3 separate regions of the Mus musculus genome follow, and regions 1 and 3 are each linked to region 2. Evidence: chromatin contacts called from public ChIA-PET and Hi-C data. All regions are on one chromosome and are shown on one strand. Each heading gives the region's core, a stretch centred on a gene start, on an enhancer-like site or on the middle of the called end of the contact. The rest is flanking DNA. Distances are from core to core; before and after follow the strand shown. Region 1 overlaps Atxn7l1 (ataxin 7-like 1). Region 2 holds the start of Nampt (nicotinamide phosphoribosyltransferase). Region 3 has its middle 88 kb from the start of Gm40375.

Region 1 (3,247 bases), core at 445-2,944, 340 kb before region 2:
GTAATGAAAATCTTTTTTATTGTGGCTGCCCCTCCAATCTGGTACTGTCAGCTGCCTAATAGTGACGGCTTCATTTGTTTTGGCTTAGAATCTCTGTGCACTGCAGTGCTACATTAAGTAATTAAAGGTTATATGATATAAGCTTACAATTTGATATATTTAAAAAATCACAATGTATAACTTAATTATCTGGGTGTACTGCACTGCTACAAATGTGTTGGGCAGGGATTAGTAACTTTCTAGAAACAGGGAGTGTTATTTATATTTTTTAAGCTTTGGGGCCATAAGATTCTTGTCTTTTCTACCTCACTCAGCCATAGCAGCAAGAAAGCAATCCCAGACGATACCTAAATGAACAAGCAGGGCTCTACTGCAGTAACCCCTCCCCTTCTTGACACAGCCTCATATAGCTGCCCAGGCTGGCCTCAAACTTAATACGTAGCCCAGGCTAGCCTTGAACTTATGATCCTCCTCTGCCTCTGCCTCTCTGCCTCTCTGCCTCCCAAGTGCTAGAATTTCAGGTATGTGCCACCATGCCTGGTTTTTTTATTCTTTGCTGGCGACTTAACCTAGGGATCTCTGCATGCTAAGCAAGCAGCCCAACAACTACCTATATCCAAAGATGTACGATAACTTCCATGTATAAAAACAGGTTTCAGGTAAGATAGTGCCAGTGGGCTGTGTTGCTGACTACTGTCCAAGTTGTTCACACTGTACGTGTACTGTGCACTTGTTAAGAGGACAGTAACTAACCTCAGCTTGGATTCTACACTGAGAGCTTGACATGCAGGGATGAGAATTCAGAAACAAACCACTGGATGGGATAAAACTTTAAGATATTTTATTATTCATAAATTGTATACTCTGCATCATTTTATCAGTAAAATTTGTAATTAGCAATATTTTAGAATAGGTTCCTTATAATAACACTGGTAGCAGTCGGGTAATTGTAAAACTCTTTAAGTGTGTGCATGTGTGTGTGTATATATATATATATATATAAATAAGAGAGAGGGGAGGGGAGGAGAGGGGAGGGGAGGGGAGGGGAGGGGAGGGGAGGGGAGGGGAGGGGAGGGGAGGGGAGGGAAGGGGAGGGGAGGGGAGGGAGATCTGCCCCTAGGACCCCAAATAGAAAAGGCAAGATGTATATAATAATTTCTGAACCAAGGGATGTGCTTCTGTGCAGTGCCCATGCAAGCCTGCAGTGGTCCATCCCATGGATGAAGCTGTGGTTTCCCTTTGGTCCTGATGAATTTCACCATGCCTTCTTTTTCCCAACAGCAGCTTCCTGGGGAACTCACAGCTCTCCAAAGGCCTTCGTAACTCTTCCCTGGAACACGGACTCTCCACATCCTAGCCATTTCTGCTGTTTCTATCTAAAGTGTCCTCCCTTCCTCCCTCCCTTCCTTCCTTCTTTCCTTCCTACCTACCTACAAGAACTTGGCTTCTACAACATACCCTTTACTGTGTTCCACGCAGAGCCACAGCCAAGCAGCCCTGCCCTTAAAGGTCTTGCTGACCATAAACTGAAGTCTTTTCCTCTTCTTATCACTGGGAATCTTGAACCCCACTCCATCCTCTGTGCAGTGTCAGGGACCCCAGTGAGCTGCATGGTGAGTTCCTGAGGGTAGTGGCCGAGGCTTCCCCCTCGTACCCCACAAAGGACCCAGCCCCGTGTCACCCACTTCCTGGGTGCTCAGCGGTTTCCTGATGAGTCAGGGTTACAGGAAGCACCCTGGCTTCCTAACACACAGGAGTCCCATTCACCCGAGTCTGCAATTTGCCTCAGTGGCTCACCTAAGCCAGCCTAAATTCTCCAATCGGAAGGTAAGAACCAGCTTATTGCAAGTGTAATTATCTTCTTCCTTCCTCAAATTAAAGCAGAGGGTCCCCTGAGTGTGTGGGGTAATGCTTCATAATGTTTTAAAACTCGGGCTCTACTAACCCCTAGCACCATTCTTCCTGGAGCGTCCCCTGTCTCTGAACTTCCGCGATGACTGTATTTTCACAACACACACATCTTGAAATGCCAGCACACCAATCCTCAGTCTTGCCAGCTTAAGAATCGTGGTGTTCAAACCCAATGTCTGAAAGTTAGTAATTAAAGGGAAAGCCCCCACTCCAGCTTTTAAGTGGAATCTAAAAGAATGGTGCCTTCTTCACTGACGAATGCTGGCTGGAAAAAGTAGGTCAGAGGCATGGAATCTGTAAGCGGTCATCCTTCTCCCCGTGAAGAAATGATGAATCCTGGCAGCCACCACTGATGGATGCTAAGGGGGTCCTGAGAAACTCCCTGCTGTGGAACGGGGATTTCACCGAGTGCCAGAGCAGTCCCCACACAGGTGTGGTGCTCACTGCAGAAGGAAACCCATCTCTGCAATGCATAGCACGGTTTTATAAGATGAAGCTCTGAAAACTCGGATGTGTTAGCTCAAGAAAACAAGTCAGGATGTGACAGAGTAACAAACAGGTGAAATGCCATTAGGCCTGCAACTCATTTTAAAACGTTACATATATATGTATGTGATATATATGTATATGATGTATATATGTGTGTGTATAATGTATGTGTTCATATATATGTAAATTATAAATTTTATATATACATTTACAATGAAACAAGGCACAATACAGGCCACTGTTTTCGTCTACATGGTGTGTGCACAGGTGACTCTGGTGGCATACCATCTTTTTCTGTGTGAGCAACCTTAATGTTGACATTGAATGGGAAGATGCAGGCTGGGGGTTACCTCTGAATGCTAAAAGAGGAACTTCCTGGCACTACAGGATGATCCCATGGGGAAGGCATTTGTCATGCACGCCTGATGAGCTAAGTTTGACTTCTGGCACTCATGGAACGGTGGGAGGAATTAAACAGTTGAGGGCCCAATGCATTGTGAATTCGGCCTGCAGCACAGTGTCCCGGGGAACCTAGAGGCCATACAGCCTGCCATGCGAGATGCAGGGAAGAGATTTCCAGGCTAAAGCTGGTCCTGAAACAAAAGGTGGCTATGAGCACAAGGGAGGAGACTAGGGAAGCAGAGACAGAGGAGGAACAAGTATGGCTGCCCGAGACTCCTCTGAGGCGCACTCTACCTGCTGGACTAGGTGGGGCCTGAGTGCAGGACCTGGAGAACTGCAGTTTCTGGGAAGTAATGGAAAATATTCATTTATTGAACACCTGATAAATATTAATTTGGGGGAGATTAATTTTGAGGTGGTATGCAGAGAAGGGGGAGACAGAAAT
Region 2 (3,056 bases), core at 50-2,549:
GTTTACCAAAAAAAAAAAAAAAAAAAAAAAAAGGACAAACTAGTATGTAAGCAAATGGGACTCTGAAACATTCAGATTACAGGGCTACAAAAAGTAAAAAGCAAAGAACCAAAACAAAACCACGAGAGTACTACGCCTAAATCGCTACTCAAAACCATCACGATGTTCAAGTAAATACTAAACTTGAAAGCTAAAATTTAATCTGTTCTCGCGAGGGTCCTACTAGTCTGACATTTTATCTTTTAAGCGTCTTGGCTAACAAACTTAACTGAAGATCAGTGCAGTTCATTTCACAGTGTGTATGGGGGGGGGGGGCGGGCGGGCATTTCTTCATCATTCCTCTCTTGGCTAAGGTGCATATCAAATGGAATTAGTGCAAGAGTCAACTCAATAGGCACCTTAAAGCAATGTGCCATTTTACTCTCCCCACAAATTCTCCAGGGTTATAACTCCAGTTCCTTTAACTCTTGGTGTTTCACTTTCCATTTCACAGAAATCACGTAGTTGATCCTGGAGAGCCAGAGCACACTGGCCTCTGCAACCAGGGGGCAGGCACGTGAATGATCCCTAGGTGCAAGGGAGTTGGAAATGCAACCCCACCGAGTGGGACAGCTGAATCAGACGCGGCTCCCGGGGCCGGGTTATCCTCCGCGCTGGGACCACTGGCTGGGTGAGGGGCACACCGCCAGGACCTCTCCCCGAGCTCCCCGGGGCAGGACCGTACCTGCCGAGCCAGGGGCTGTTACCTAACCGGCCCGATCGTCCCACGGTCTCATCCAGTCCTCCCTGTCCCAGAGCCAAGGCCGCCGGCGGCTACGGTAGCTGCAGCGTGCGCCCATCCCGCCGAGCCTCCGGCCGCGCCCCCGCCGCGGCGTAGGCCCCGCCTCCGGCCCGCGCCTCCATCCTTCAGCCACCGCGTTGCGGCTCCTCCACCTGCCCCATCCCGCCGCGCCGGCTCCCGCCGCCCCGGGCCCGGAGACCCCCCCCCCCCCCCATCGCAACTCCACCTTGTACGAGTCGGTGGCCAGCAGGATGTTGAACTCGGCTTCTGCCGCAGCATTCATCTCGGGCCGGAGCGGAGACGCCGCGCCACGAGCTGCCCGGCGCGGCTGCGAGCAAGGAGAAAAATGGGCTTCGCTGCGCTCCGTTGCTTAAGTCACCGCTCGCTCGCAGGGGGGCGGGAGAGCAGGGAACGGAGCGCGGGGAGGGGCCGGGAGGGCGGGCAGGTCCGTGACGCGGCGGTGGAGGCTAGCGCGCTCCCCTGCCCAGCGCGCTCCGGCGGCTTTCCCGGCGGCTCCGCGCCCCGCCCATCCCGGGGACAAGGGGCGGGGCACGGCTGCGCGTGCGCAGCGCAGGGGCGGGGGGGACTGAGGAGGACGTGAGGCACGCGCTCTGCCTCAGCTGCGCCCGCCCCGGGCCTAAAGCCGACCGTCACCCCAGCGCGTGACCTGGGCGCCTGCCTCTGAGGGGCGTGGTCTGATGCAGGGGCGTGGCTTGGCGTTCCCAGCCTCGCCCCTCCTGCCGGGAGTCTCTTTGCCCGCCCCAACCCGGACCTTCCTCTTGTCCTACCCAGTCCCTGCTCGTCCTGAGAGTCTTGTTGGAGTCACGCCACCAGCTAAGGCCAAGGAGCCACCCACTGTCGTCTCCCTGTTCCCGCACGCGCTGAATTACCTTTGTCTCCCGCTTGGACGATGGATGGAATCTTTGGTCCCCATCCGTCTTGTGGATTCCGATCCTCTAGATTTTCCTTTAAAATCAGAGGAGCTGCTTGCGGTCTGAGTTGCCCTGGCGCGTGGACTTGCTTTTCTCCGCGCTCAGTCTGTAGCTGAGCTCTTTGATCCTTTGAAGGCTGACTTTTCCTGGAGAAAAGCCTTTGCGTCTTAGGGAAAGGTTAAATTCAACCCTCTCAGACAATGTAGGGACAAGACCAAATTGAATCTAATATTGTTGGGAAGTAAAAGGCATACAGCCAAGTCTTATACAGTGGATCTGTTTTTTGGTTTTTTGTTTTCCTTTAAATCATTAAATCGTGGGGGAAAGAGCTAGTAACCTCCCAAATAAGCGAAGTGACGTCTGATGACGTCACCCAACTTCCATGAGCCTGTCCTCTTGTTCAGTTTTCACATACAGAGTTGCAAATTTGTTTTGCATAGAACTAAAATTCCCTTTGCATGTTTAATAGCATTTAAGAATTCTAAGATTTAGGCTTTGTTGTTGTTTTGTTTTTATGGAATACAAGTAGCAGGGGGAAATCGGTATAACTAAACTGGCACAGACTGCATCAAGTTAGTAGCTTCCTTTTGCCTTTGACTTCTCAACAATGTTAGATTCAGTTTGGTCTTGTCCCTTCATCGTCTGAGAGGGTTCAATTTAACCTTCCCCTTAAGACACAAAGGACTGTTGAGACTTTTCTCCAGGAAAAGTCAAACAGCTTTCAAAGGATCCAAGAGCTCAGCTACAGCATCCATTCATCTACAATTGACCGCCATTTTAGGCTGTTTTATGCGGGGGGTGGGGGGTGGGTGGGGGGTGGAGGTGGGGGTGGGGATAAGATTCTAATTACAAAGTAGTCTTTGTTCACGGTAGTGTTTTCTAAAAACAAAATTTGATCTTGCAATCTTTCAGTTTTTTTCCCTGTATAAAAATGAAAAAGCCCAAAATGTAAAAATGCTAACATTGTAAGCATACTGACATTGCTAGATAAGTTCAAGAGTAGGGTCTGCAGGAATATTACTGGCTTAATCCCACAGCAATCTTTAGAGGAAAAGGTGACTATTGAAGTTCTTAGAGTTCTTAAAAGCCCCTCTCCCGCAAAGGGCTATATGCTAGTGTGGACTGACTAGAAGGAAGCAGATCAACTTTTAAGAGTTGGGGTCTCAGATATAGCTGTCTCTTGTGAGACTATGCCGGGGCCTAGCAAACACAGAAGTGGATGCTCACAGTCAGCTATTGGATGGGTCACACGGCCCCCAATGGAGGAGCTAGAGAAATTACCCAAGGAGCTAAAGGGAACTGCAACCCTATAGGTGGAACAACAATATGAACTAAGCAGTACC
Region 3 (3,396 bases), core at 38-2,537, 330 kb after region 2:
TTAAAGCTGCAGGGGAAAAATATAACGTGCATCAGGACACTTAGGCTGACTTAAGACTCTTGATATGAGATTAAAATGGGATTAATTTATTGAAGGTCGGTAGTGTCACCATCCTCTAGAAACTAAAAGCTAGAAGGCTGGGTTGAGAAGGCTTATCATGCTCATCCTTTGGGAAAGAACAAAGATGGGTTAACCATGAGATGGTTGCCTCAGGCTACATTCAAAATGTGGATATTAGGTTTTCTTTATGGCGTGGAAGAGGCTTAGGTCTGACATCTAATCCCCAGGCTCTTAGACTAAAATCATGCCCAAGTTCAAACAGTGAAGAAGAAAGCTAAAAGCCAAAACCAAATGAGTGTTTAAGAAGAAAGAAGCCCCTTAGGTCCTCCCTAAGTTACTGACACCCCCTCCTTCACCACCCATACCAGAAAGAGTGGTTATTCCCCAAAGTAGAAACTGACTATGATCATCTTGGAACTTTAGAACTTTAGCTTTCCTAACATCAAAGATGCAATAAACCTTTGGACAAATAGAGCATGGTGCATATACAGTTGCAGTCAGACCTGTGTAGCCCAGCTGGAGTTTAGAAGTATTGAAAGATACAGTCTACCACAGAGAACTTCACAGTCTAAAACAACAACTGTGTGTTTTGAAAAGTGAATTGTGCAAGCTTCAAAAAAACCCAAAGAGTATCTCAGAAAACTCATCTTGTTCAAGTTGTTGCCACACGTGTTGCCTGAGTGATAAACTTATAACTGTGCCTGCCTGTGCTCCAACAACCACACTTCCTCCCACACAGCCAGCCAGTCATCCTCCCACTCTGCCGCAGTCTCCTCCTCCTACCCCTCCTCCTCCTTCCCCTCCTCCTCCTTCCCCCTTCCTCCATCTCCACCACTCTTAGCACCTTTGCTGCTCAGAAAATCTGGTACCACTAAAGCACTTCAAGTTGATCCATTAAAGAAAGATGGACCCATGCATATAACAGTTAAAGATCTGCTCACTGTGAAATTAAAAAAGACACAGAGTATTGACAAAAGAAAGATACTTGTACCATCACCACCAGAGGAATGGACTTCACTAACTGTCTCTGATCTGCATTGTATTACCCTGAAACCTAACTCCAGGATGTCAGCAACTCGAATTAAAAATGTCTTAATTACTCCTGGTAAAAGCCAAATCAATCTCCTGAAACTGCTGAGAAAAGTCCAGTTAGAAAGGGGCCTCTCTTAACAATAAAGAAAACATGGAAACAGGAACTGGACTCACTCCAACCATGACTCGGGCCTTAAGGAGGAAATTACAGCTGGCTCATCCTCAAAGCCCCACTCAATCTCTGCCACTTTCTACAAGCAGCTTTGGTGAACAAAACTGAGAACAACTCGAACTGACTTCCTGAAGTGAAACATACAATGATAGACCAACCTCCCAAATGTTAATGTACGAAAATATGTATATGAGTATAATTCTTGTTAAAGACTCAGAGTGAGTATGTCTGGAGCCTGCCTACATATACTGTGACATAAAGGCATTTAGATATTTTCTGGCGTTCACGATGGTAAGGGGACCAGATGAGAAAATACAGCCTGCAAACTAATGTTTATTCCTAGAATTACCCAATTTAGGTTAGAGTGGCTGTTCAAATTTAATTCCATAGGGGATGGCAATATGGTTCAAAAAATAAAGACACTTGCCATCAAGCCTAGTGACTCAAGTTCAATGCCCAGGACCCAAACGCAGGGAAGAAAAGAACTATGTATATGCCCCTCCAACACACAAAATTAATAAATATGTTAGGAAATACTAACAGTATAAATCATTTGTTATATAAAGGAAGTTGTTGTAGTAAATATCCAACACAAATAAGCCCGGGCAATGAAAACACAACTCAATTAATATGAATGCATGCTATATAGTGCCTAGATTGGGCAGATCTACCATTACACTACCATCTTCCCCATAGAAGAGATCCCTTAGAACTTGCAGCTTCTCCAGGCCAGGTGCTTCTATTCCACTTTCCTTCTTCCTCCTCTGTCATTCTCACTTTCTCTCCTTCTCTTCCAAAACCTTCAGCTCCACCTTCCCCTCTTTCTCTGCCCAGCTCTAGCATTTATTTATAAATTAAGGTGGGAGCAGATTTACAGGAAATCATCTGAGTGCTGACTCATTCCTTCTTGGAAACCCCTCATGGGAAAACAGAATTAACATCAATTACAATTAGCCCCAGGACTATCCACAACAGGAAGTTATGACACTACGAACATAGTCTGAGTCTTTCTTCTTTTCTTCTTTCTTTCTCCTTTCTTCTTCTTTTTCTTCCTCCTTCTCTTCTTCCTCTTCCTCCTCCTCCTCCTTTTCCCACTGCTTCATCTCTTTGGGACTGAACCCAGGGCCTCACACATGCTAAGTGCATATACCCTGAACTCTACCTTCAGCCTTTAGTCCTTACTATTTTATCTTCTGTCCATGTTCCAGCAGACAAATACAATCTTCATGATTTCAGCATGGACCCTCTATTTTTCAGAATGCATGGCCAAGGATCCTCTGTGGCCTGTGGCAGCTTTATCATGAATCCTGGTTCCCGCTTTGCTCCTTACCACCCTAATATTTGAGTGTTACAGATAGAACTCAAGGCCATGAATGTGCTAAACTAGTAGAAATATCTCCTTAATATTGAATGAGGTACACTTACATTTAAAAACTATATTTAATTCTTTGCAGGGAGTTCAAGAACATAGTGTTTCCCTCAAATATTCATGGCCCTGGGTTCAAGCACCAGTACTAACACACAAACATACAGTTACACATACTCATTCATGTGATGGTTAATATCAGTTATATACTTCATATTATCTATAATTACCTGGAAGATGGCTTTCCATCTTGATTGGGTTAATTGAGATGGGATAATCTACCCTTAGGGATAGAGCACCCTAAGCTGTGGGTTCGATGTGACCAGCTGCTTTAAGCTCCTGCTCTCTTGATCCCTTCCCTTCAAAAATGGATGTGTGGTAGAACTATAAGCCAAAGGAACCCTCCCTTTTCTCAGCTATTTCATCACAGTGACAACAAAACTAATCGATCATTCATCATATCTATGTATATACATGTCTTATTCTCTGAAATTCACATTTAACTGAGAACCTTATATTTTACCTAGATACCTCATTTGTCTATTCCTGAAAAATTGCAATTTATTTCTGGGATCCCATGGTTTACTACATGTCTTTGTGACACTGAACACTATGTAGCTTCAGCCAGGATCCCATCACATATGCTCTAAGGGGAGTAGAAGGGTCATTTCCATTAAAGTGAGTGTCACTCAAGGTGCAGAAGTAACTATCTTTCTTTTTCAGTTCAGAGGAGTATCAGTACTTTGAACATGCTGGGCAAGTGCTT

The links. A called contact is a pair of places that touch in the nucleus more often than the background predicts. ChIA-PET counts read pairs in DNA pulled down with a chosen protein or histone mark.
Region 1: a contact with region 2 is called in an RNA polymerase II ChIA-PET map of effector CD8 T cells, with 12 read pairs. The contact joins the enhancer-like site here to the promoter of Nampt in region 2. A contact is called at or near these places in 6 of 39 promoter capture datasets (fetal liver, hippocampal neurons, liver and 2 more), 3 of 484 Hi-C or Micro-C datasets (CD8 T cells and the G1E-ER4 cell line), 3 of 115 datasets of contacts at active chromatin or transcription factors (effector CD8 T cells, memory CD8 T cells and microglia) and 2 of 9 other capture datasets (adipose tissue and liver).
Region 3: a contact with region 2 is called in a Hi-C map of group 2 innate lymphoid cells, with 2.1 times the contacts expected there. The contact joins the enhancer-like site here to the promoter of Nampt in region 2. A contact is called at or near these places in 1 of 39 promoter capture datasets (the HPC-7 cell line), 1 of 484 Hi-C or Micro-C datasets (group 2 innate lymphoid cells) and 1 of 115 datasets of contacts at active chromatin or transcription factors (forebrain).

What each region holds. Positions count from the first base shown.
Region 1 is chr12:33,159,103-33,162,349 of GRCm38.p6, reverse strand. All of the region lies in intron 2 of Atxn7l1 (ataxin 7-like 1), which reads right to left. Among named protein-coding and RNA genes, the nearest start is that of F730043M19Rik, 13 kb to the right of the region's middle. Within about 2 kb of position 1,694, at least 62 of the 459 cell types and tissues checked have an H3K27ac peak or open chromatin away from gene starts, as enhancers often do. A contact at or near this core is called in CD8 T cells, the G1E-ER4 cell line, effector CD8 T cells and 2 more, where this site is marked.
Region 2 is chr12:32,818,578-32,821,633 of GRCm38.p6, reverse strand. Nampt (nicotinamide phosphoribosyltransferase) reads right to left here and starts at 1,299. Exons shown (of 11, transcript NM_021524.2): 1 at 1,008-1,299. The coding sequence starts at 1,064.
Region 3 is chr12:32,484,327-32,487,722 of GRCm38.p6, reverse strand. It overlaps the pseudogene Gm17820. Among named protein-coding and RNA genes, the nearest start is that of Gm40375, 88 kb to the right of the region's middle. Within about 2 kb of position 1,287, at least 39 of the 459 cell types and tissues checked have an H3K27ac peak or open chromatin away from gene starts, as enhancers often do. A contact at or near this core is called in the HPC-7 cell line and group 2 innate lymphoid cells, where this site is marked.